3 separate regions of the Mus musculus genome follow, and regions 1 and 2 are each linked to region 3. A link is a contact called in public HiChIP or PLAC-seq and Micro-C data. All regions are on one chromosome and are shown on one strand. Each heading gives the region's core, a stretch centred on a gene start, on an enhancer-like site or on the middle of the called end of the contact. The rest is flanking DNA. Distances are from core to core; before and after follow the strand shown.

The links. Hi-C and Micro-C count contacts between places; a contact is called where the count stands out from the background. HiChIP or PLAC-seq counts read pairs in DNA pulled down with a chosen protein or histone mark.
Region 1: a contact with region 3 is called in an H3K4me3 HiChIP or PLAC-seq map of bone marrow-derived macrophages, with 4 times the contacts expected there. The contact joins the promoter of Myadm here to the enhancer-like site in region 3. A contact is called at or near these places in 12 of 39 promoter capture datasets (the C10 cell line, cranial neural crest, embryonic stem cells and 7 more), 9 of 484 Hi-C or Micro-C datasets (the Ba/F3 cell line, the HL-1 cell line, bone marrow-derived macrophages and 6 more), 18 of 115 datasets of contacts at active chromatin or transcription factors (the 230-238 cell line, bone marrow-derived dendritic cells, bone marrow-derived macrophages and 10 more) and 3 of 9 other capture datasets (adipose tissue, liver and pancreatic islet).
Region 2: a contact with region 3 is called in a Micro-C map of embryonic stem cells, with 2.8 times the contacts expected there. The contact joins two enhancer-like sites. A contact is called at or near these places in 1 of 15 datasets of contacts at CTCF or cohesin (CD8 T cells), 2 of 484 Hi-C or Micro-C datasets (Th1 cells and embryonic stem cells), 3 of 115 datasets of contacts at active chromatin or transcription factors (bone marrow-derived macrophages and embryonic stem cells) and 1 of 9 other capture datasets (embryonic stem cells).

What each region holds. Positions count from the first base shown.
Region 1 is chr7:3,289,187-3,292,207 of GRCm38.p6, forward strand. It overlaps Myadm (myeloid-associated differentiation marker), which reads left to right and starts at 1,369. Exons shown (of 3, transcript NM_016969.2): 1 at 1,369-1,444.
Region 2 is chr7:3,265,911-3,268,752 of GRCm38.p6, forward strand. No RefSeq gene overlaps it. Among named protein-coding and RNA genes, the nearest start is that of Nlrp12, 18 kb to the left of the region's middle. Within about 2 kb of position 1,536, at least 24 of the 459 cell types and tissues checked have an H3K27ac peak or open chromatin away from gene starts, as enhancers often do. A contact at or near this core is called in embryonic stem cells, where this site is marked.
Region 3 is chr7:3,447,558-3,450,348 of GRCm38.p6, forward strand. No RefSeq gene overlaps it. Among named protein-coding and RNA genes, the nearest start is that of Gm35037, 3.4 kb to the right of the region's middle. Within about 2 kb of position 1,379, at least 42 of the 459 cell types and tissues checked have an H3K27ac peak or open chromatin away from gene starts, as enhancers often do. A contact at or near this core is called in the HL-1 cell line, bone marrow-derived macrophages, embryonic stem cells and 4 more, where this site is marked.

The sequences.
Region 1 (3,021 bases), core at 119-2,618, 160 kb before region 3:
CTAGGACTATAAACCTCTCCAGTCTTCCTGGAAGGTAACCAGAAGCAGCCGCCGGGAAGAGACAAGCAGCCGCAGCCGCCACTAGGCCCCGCCCAGCAGCAGCAGAGCAAGGCCGCGCCCGGGACCGCTGCAGAGCGGGGTGAGTGAGTGCAGCCAGGAGGGAGGGAACCAGGTGTCCTGGGTCTCCGCCCTGCCCAGGGGGCCAGCATTGGGACCTTTAGGAGAGACCTAAAGGTCCCTCCAGCATCGCGACCTTCAGCTTCTTTTCCCATCTGGCTCAGTCGAGTTCTTTCAGGCCCTTAAATCCGACTTTTTTTTTTTTTTTTTTTCCCAATCCTGCATCTCTTTCCTGCTTTTGCCCCTCTCCTCCCGGTACTATAGGGCCCGAGGAATCCTTCCCATATGATAGAACCTAGAATCCAGAGCTCCGGGCCCTAGCCCTGTCCTCATAAAGATTCTGAGTCTCTCCCTTTGTCCTGAAGGCAGGAATTCAGGCCAAAAATAGCGTGCCCTTCTAGACTCAGGCAACCAACCAACCAACCACATATGTTTTGAAAACTGAACGCTCAGAAATCTGGTACCCTCCCTCCAAATTTCCAGGAATTTAGCTACTATCCATCATCCTTTCGCGTCTCCTGGCTGTGATCTTCTGAGACTTGGCCCAAGGGTCCTCAGGCCATGATTACAGTGTAATTGGAGATATGGCCCACTCTCTATGCAGACCCCTAAACGAAGGAATCTAGTCTTTGTTTTTTGGGGGTGGGCCCTCACTAGTCAAGGTAGCTTAAGCTCAAGGCCTGGCACCCTAAATTCTGCTTCAGGTAGACAAGACTCCGTTAAACAGAGGTCTAGCTGACCCTCAAACTGCTGGGACCTGGATGTGTAAGATTTCCTTTTTCTGGGTATCGTGGGGGAACTGATAGACAGAGGCGTGGGGCGGAGAGCGGGAGAACTGAATGAGAGGTGAGACTAGGCGTGGGGACCCGGCTTAGTGGGGGGGGGGCGACGACTCTATCTGAAACAAATCATAAACAAGTACGTTTCTATGGCAACAGCATTCTCCGGTCTACCCTGAAGATTTCTTTCTAGAGCTATGACAGGGAGGATAGCCCCCAGGAGACCCCACCCCTCCAGCTGCTGTGTCTTCCTGTTTTGTCTCCACGGCTACGGTGACCTCAGCTCTGCACCCCCTCACTGGTAGGGCGGGAGATCCAGGACGCTAGCCTTCTGGGGGCGTGGTGTGGCATTAGCCCCGCCTTCGGGGCCTACCAGGGATAGCCTGAATGAAGGGAAAGTCCCTTTTCACCGCCCTAGCCAGGCCCAAACCCCGCCCACAACCCCTCCCTCGCGCGCTCCTCAGCTGGCCAACTCCACCCAGTCCTAAGACCCTTTTGGTCTGCAGCTGTCGTCCTTGTTTGTGCTACAGTCGCCACTGCCTGGAGAGGTAAAGCTGCAGGGACCCCCAAAGGGAAGGAGTTGTGGTCCAGGATCCTTGGTTCTAGAAAGAGGAGTGGGCACGGATTCAGGTGTCTGGATCCCTAGAAACACTGCAGTTGGACCAGGACTCAAGCTCTGGATGAAAGGCTGAACATCTGAGCTCATACAGGTCATACATGGGAAAGAAGAGGGACTGGGGAGTGGGCACGTGGGTATGAGGAAGGACGGTGGTACTTGGACCCTTGAGGCTGAGAGCGGTAGGATGGGATCTAGACTCCTAGGTCTGACCAAAAAGGTTTGGGATCTGTATTTAAGATGGGTCTCAGGGAGGAGGGCAGGATTCAGACCTTAATCTGGAGGAAGTTGGGGGTCTGAATTTGTTCTGAGGGAGAAGGTACTGGAGTTTGAATTGGGACGGAAGAAGGGAGGGGCTGGGATCTCGACTCTTGGTTTGAAGACTCGGAAAGATTGAGTATAGATCCCTGAATCCGAGAAGATGGAACTCCTGGATGCTTATACCTGGTGCTTATACCTGGAGGGACTCAGGAGGGGAAAGTCCTTGTTCTGACCCTCCCAGAGGCCTGCACCCGCACTAGAGTATGGGGGGGGGGCTGGGGGGAGGGAGGTAGGAATCTTTGAAGGCTTACGGCTGAGCCCACCACTGGTGTGAGGCGTGGCCTGGAGTCTGTTCAGGGCTGTGCCCAGCATGTGCCCTGTCTGTGGAGTGATGGATGACCTCAGGAGTGTGGCATTGGGGATGGTAGCAGGGGTGCTGGGTGTGGCCCTGAGAGTGGAACTAGACCTAGGAGGAAACTCTAGGGGCGTTTCCTCACCCTGCTTATGTCTTTAGCTGAGCATTCCTGAGCAATGACTTCAAACGATGCTGGAGGCCTCTATCACTAGTTCCGTTACCTCTCCTAAGGTCTTCCTTTCTTTCTATTCCTCCTTTCCTAACTTTTCTCCCTGACAGAAGGATTTATGCTGGACACTAACCCGCCATTTTTGTTTTTGTTTAAAAAATTTTAAAGACAGGCTTTATGTATATAGCCTTTGTAGTCCTGGAACTCGCTATGTAGACCTGGCTGGCCCTGAACTTGTAGAGATCCGTCTGCCTCTTCCTCCTAAATGCTGAGATTACAGGCGATCTGTTGCCCACTTATTATAGTGCGGGGTGCCTGGCTTCCCAAAAAAACCAATCCTGGTGGGAGCTGGGGGTTTCTGCCTTTCTGTCTCAACTCCCAAGTGCCCTGGAGGCTTCTAGTTCCCAGGGAGAATTGCAACTCCTGCATGAGTTCTTGCCTGGAGCCAAGGAAGAGCTGTGTCCTGGAGCTCCATCAGATTGAAGGAGTTTTAAGGAGTCTCATTCCCTTAGCCCCAGTCCCACCCATTAGGGGTTGAACCTAGTACCTCACACATGCTAGTCAAATACTCTACTTAAAACCTCACCACTACTGACTTCCTTTCCCCCCATCCCCACCCCCACCCCTTGGTGGTCTTGAACTCTCTCTGTGACCCCAAGAAGGCCTCGAATTTCCAATCCTGCCTCTACCGGTGCTTTGGGAACACTGTTCTGCACTCCCAGGC
Region 2 (2,842 bases), core at 286-2,785, 180 kb before region 3:
AATATTAATTAAATGATTTTTGCCTCTTGCCACACTCCAAGATGCTTATTAAGTACTGAAAGAAAAGTTTGCTAATCCAGCTTGATAGATATGATGAACCCATTGGAGGAGAGACCTAGTTCTTTGCAGAGGTTTTCCTTATATATGGACTGAGTCAATATAGTTTGAAATTGACCAGGTAATAGAATTTTTGTTTCATTTTCTACAACTGCCATGGTGAGTATAAGTTTCAATGGTAAAATATATATTTGCTACGTGCATAAGCCACTTTTGTGTCATTTACTTCCCTGTAGCCAGTACATGGATGAAGAGCCATGATGCCAGCCAGGGTTGGCTACACACACCCGCAGTCTCAGAACGGGGATGGTTTCCTGTTTCTCTGCAGCCCACTCCTACATAGCAAATGGATTGACTGGAGATCACAAAACTGGAGAGAGCTGGGTGCGGTGATGCACACCTGTAGTCACTTTCAATGCATAAGAGATTGAGGCAGCCACACCATGAGTCTGAGGCTTTGCCTGAGCTACACATTAAGACTCTGCTCTGAGAGTTTAAAAATATATATTACCTGGAATTTCTCAGTCCCCTTTGTAAAGAAGGGGCAGATTTTCCACATAAGCATATGATAGGAAATGGGCTACAGTGAGAAGGTTATGAATCAAACCAGCCCAAGTGACAGAAATGAGGAGTCTTAAGAATGGAATAGAAACACACACTCATACACACACACACACACACACACACACACACACACACACGTCAGACCCCTGTAAGGTTCAACCCCTTTGGTGGTCCAAAGGACTCTTTCACAGGGGTCCCATAGCAGAGATATCTTGCATATCAGGTATTTATGTTACGATCCATAGCAGTAGCAAAATTAAAGTTATGAAGTAGCAATGAAAATAAATTTATGGTTGGGGGTCTCCACAACATGAGGAGCTGTATTAAAGGGTCTCAGCATTGAGAAGGTTGAGACAAGAGCAGGGAGGGAGGGTCCACAGAGATAGACATGGGGACAAGAGGCAACTAGGGGAAAACACACAGCAAGGAGTGGTCAGAGAGCCAGTAGCAAAGGGAAGACACAGACTGGAGGAAGACAGAAGACAAGAAAAATAAAGAACAGCGGCTGGAGAAGGGAAGGGATCAAAAGCCCACAGGAAGGCAAAGAGAGAGACAAAGAAAGCCTTTCAGGTCTTTGGGAGACACTGAGCTAGCCTGGGCTCCTGAGACACAGTTATTACAGGAACCAGTATAAACTTGCCCTCAGCTTCCCCAAAGCCTCAGGCCTTAGGGACCCAGAGAACATCTAAATTTGTTTCACTCTTTTCCCGTGAATAACAAAAGTTTGAGTGATTAACTTGACTTCTTTCAGATGTTGCCCATGGGGACTTTTATTTGTTTGTTTGTTTGTTTGTTTGTTTATAGTATATCTTCTGTTGGGTGCTAGAAAGTTGGCTCATTGGTTAAGCCAGTGGTCCGTCCCTCCTCCCTGTGGTCTGAGGAATGTAATTAGCCCCTCCCTTCCGGAGCGAGGGGTGCCTATTATCTTATGACATTTCTCTTCCAGAAGGGGAGGGGTCCTGTGGAATTTTCTAAAGTTCCTGAACTGACCTCTGCAATTTGACCACCCACTACTTCTTCAATAACCCTATTCTAGCCTCATTAAAAAGTCTATGGTAGCCCATAAAAAGTCTATGGTGGCACATGCTCTCCCAACACTCAGGAGGCAGAGGCAGGTGGATTTCTGAGTTTGAGGCCAGCCTGGTCTATAAAGTGAGTTCCAGGACAGCCAGGGTATACAGAGAAACCCTGTCTCGAAAAACAAAAAACAAAACAAAACAAAAAAAGTTTATGGTGAGTCCTGCACAAGGCTCTCCTCCTCTACATCTTTAGTTATTTTCTTCTGCTCTGTGGCCCCCAGCTTTCTAGAAATGGGTTGAATAGAGACCACAAAGCAGGAGAGGGCTGGCACCATGGTGCAAGCCTTTAATCTACGCTCACGGGCAATTGAGGCAGGATTATTATGAGTTGGAGGCTAGCCTGCGCTACACAGTGAGACTCCCCTCCGAAGTAACGATTTTTTCCTGGAATTTATTAGTCCCCTTTATCATGAAGTGTCAAAGTTCTCTTTCTGGAGGTTTTCTACAGAGGCACGTGACAGGAAATGGGCCCAAGGGAGAGTCTCCAAAGGGAAACAGGCGCAGACACCCAAAGACAGTCAGACTCTGTAAAGTAAGACCGGGGCAGGACTAGAGATGGTGAAGAGAGGCAGCTGGGGAGAAACAAGTGGTCAGAGGGCTAGAGGGAGGGAAAGATACAGATCTGAGATAGAATGTAACAAAAATAAAAAACAGAGACAGAGAGGAGATTGGAAGGGATCGGAAAGGCAACAGGCAAACAGAAAGAAAGAAAGAAAGAAAGAAAGAAAGAAAGAAAGAAAGAAAGAAAGAAAGAAAGAAAGAAAGAAAGAAAGAAAGAAAGAAGGAAGGAAGGGAAAGCAAGCCTTTGAGGCCCTTGAGAGATCACACCCCAGTGTGAAAGGAGGGACTTTTTTTTTCTCTGTTCCCTAATTCCTCTTTGTCCCTGGGGACAAAGAACAGTTGTAAAACCCGCAGTCATCCCTAAGGGACTGACTAACTCAACCTCCTTCAAGCGTTTCTCTGTGGGAACTTGTTTGGATTTTTGTGTTTTGGAGAGAGTTGAGGGTTTTGTTTTGTTTTCTCCAACTGTTTGGTTTCTCCAAGAACTGTGTAACCGCTGGTTCCATTCAGAAGAGAGACAGAGCAAGAGTGAGTGAGGTCAGGAAGCAATGAAGGTGGAACCAGAGGTCAGAGAACAGATA
Region 3 (2,791 bases), core at 129-2,628:
AAAGAGGATTGCATGGGGCCAGCCTGGTCTACATAGTGAGTTCTGGGCCAGAGCTACATAGCCCACTGTCTCAAAATAGATAGATTGATAGATGGGAATAGATAGATAATAGAATGATAGATGATAGAGATATGATAGAAGATAGATGATAAATATAGGACAGGTACAGATGGATAGGAATAGGGATAGATTAGATAGAAAAATAGATGATAGATATATAGATAAATGGTAGATATATATAGATGATAGATGATTGATATAGATGATAGAAAGATAGATGGATAGATTAGATAAATAGATAATAGATAGATGGATAGAAAGATGAATAGATTAGATAGATAGAAGATAGATAAATAGATGATAGATGGATAATAGTTGTTAGATGATAGATGATAGCTAGATAGATGATAGACAGATGATAGATAGATGGATGGATGACAGTTAAATAATCATTTCTATATTGTATATATCTATAATCACAGCCCTTGGAAGGTAGAGGTAGAAGACCTGAACTTCAAGGTTGGGCAAGCAAGGTGGCTCAGCCAGTTAGCTCTCCATGACCCACATGGCAGGAGAAAACCAACCCCTGCAAGTTATCCTCTGACTTCCACACGTGTACACGGTAGATGCCTTCAGCCCCCATTAAATAAAATTTAATAAAAATTCAAAATAAAAGAAGTTCAAGGTCTTGGCTACATGATTAGTTCAAGGCTAGCCTGGGCTACAAAAAAATTCTGCCAAAGAAAGAAAGGAAAAGGAAAGGAAGAAATAAGAAAAGAAAGATGAATATTGCAAAATCAGTAATGCTTTAAAAAAATCAATTTAATATTGTTGTCCCAAAACAAAGACAGGATGGTAGCAGGTGCCTTTGCCAGCTGAGCCACCTTGCCGGCCTGATCTTGACTTCCTGAGCCTTCTGCCTCTACCTCCCATGTGCAGGAATTACAGGTATACATTATTACACACAATTTTTAATTTAAAATTTGTTAACTTTTTTTTTTAACCACAATGAGTTTGGGGTCTCCCTTTGTAGCTACACCTCATTTCCCAAAAGATAAGACAAGACTATCTTGTCTTATCACAGAACACAAGAGTGGCGCGGAGCAAGAACCTCACAATATCCCTTTCCAGTGAGGCTAAAGGACTCCATGTTTCCTGATCTTTCTTGGCTTGGGGACAAGGCTTGGCGGGAAGGAGTGCCGGGGGTGGGGGTGGGGGGAGAGAATGAATTGGTGTGGAGAGATGCAAAGCCGAGCTGCATTTCCCAAGGAAAGATTATGTGTTTTTAATACTATCTTTAAGGCCCCTTGTAGCTAGGTTGTCTGAAAAGACAACTACTGACTCTGGGACCCCTCTTTTGCTGGAAACGATCGTTGGCGCCACCTAGTGGCAGGATAGGCGGCGACCCAGACATTCAGCAGGCGCTCCGGAGTGGAATAATGGCTATCACCACTTCCAGCCCTTCTAATTGAGCCTGCTGTTTCTTTTTGATGCAGAGTCTTTCTTCTGGTTATTTATGGACATATGCACAATCACCTCTCCCCAACAACTATCCTGTATATCAATACAGATTCCATGAGTCAGCGATTTGGACAGACGTCACGGTGGATGGCATCTGTTTCAAAGTGTTCAGAGCCTCAGAAGCTGGAGTTATTTATCGGAGAATCATCTGGCCTTCACTCATTGGTGCTGGGCTGGGCTGGGCTGATTCCCAGGCTGAGCACACTCGTGCTAAACAGGTACTCTACCACATTGGCCTACATTACTAGTCTTAACACACACACACACACACACACACACACACACAGAATAACACTTGCTGTTCTTACAAAGGACCCAGGTACAGTTTCCAGCACACACATGACAGTTCATAACCACCTGTTACTCCAGTTCCAAGGGAACTGACATCTGCTTTTGGCTTCTGCGAGTACCACACTCACTGTTGCACTTACATGCACTCAGACTACATGCTCTCCATAAAATAAAAATAAACGTCCTCTTAAAAACTGTATTTTAATGCCAGGCAGTCGTGACACACAGCTTTGATCCCAGCACTTCGGAGGCAGAGGCAAGCAGATCGTTGTGAGTTCAAAGCCACCCTGGTCTAAAAAGCTAGTTTCAGCACAGCCAAGGCTACAAGAAGAAACCCTGTCTGGAGAGAGAGGGGGTGGGTATAAGAAACTGGGCTCACCCTAGCCTGTTCTAACACAGCCCTCCCTCTTCTCTCTGTCTGTGTGTGTGATAGTGGAATATATATACACATATATATTCCACTAAGTTTGAGGGATACCCCACCCCCGCACAGTGGGGTTCTATTTCTGACCTCAGGGCAGGCATAAACCACACCCAAACCCCTGTTTTCAGAGAGGTTCTTTATTAAGCAGGGAAGAAAAGCTAAAGGGGCTGCTTCCTGACTCAGAAAAACAGCACCAAATGACCTTGCAGGTGTGTGTGTGTGAGTGTGTGTGAGTGTGTGTGTGTGAGTGTGTGTGCTGTGTGTGTGTGTTAGTGTGTGTGAGTGAGTGTGTGTGTGTGTGATGTGTGTGTGTGAGAGTGTGTGTGTGTGAGTGTGTGTGTGTGTGTGTGTGTGTGTGTGTGTGTGTGCTGTGTTGCAACAGGCTAGGTTGAGGTGGTGTATTTTGACCAAAGGGGGCTTGTGATTGCTTGGACTTCAATACTTTGATAGCTAGACCTTGGTAGTCAGCCTCAGGAGGAGGAAGTAGCCAAAAAAGGGAATAGACTTTTGGGGGCTAGCTTTAAGAATACCATCCAATGGTTTCTAACAAGGCAG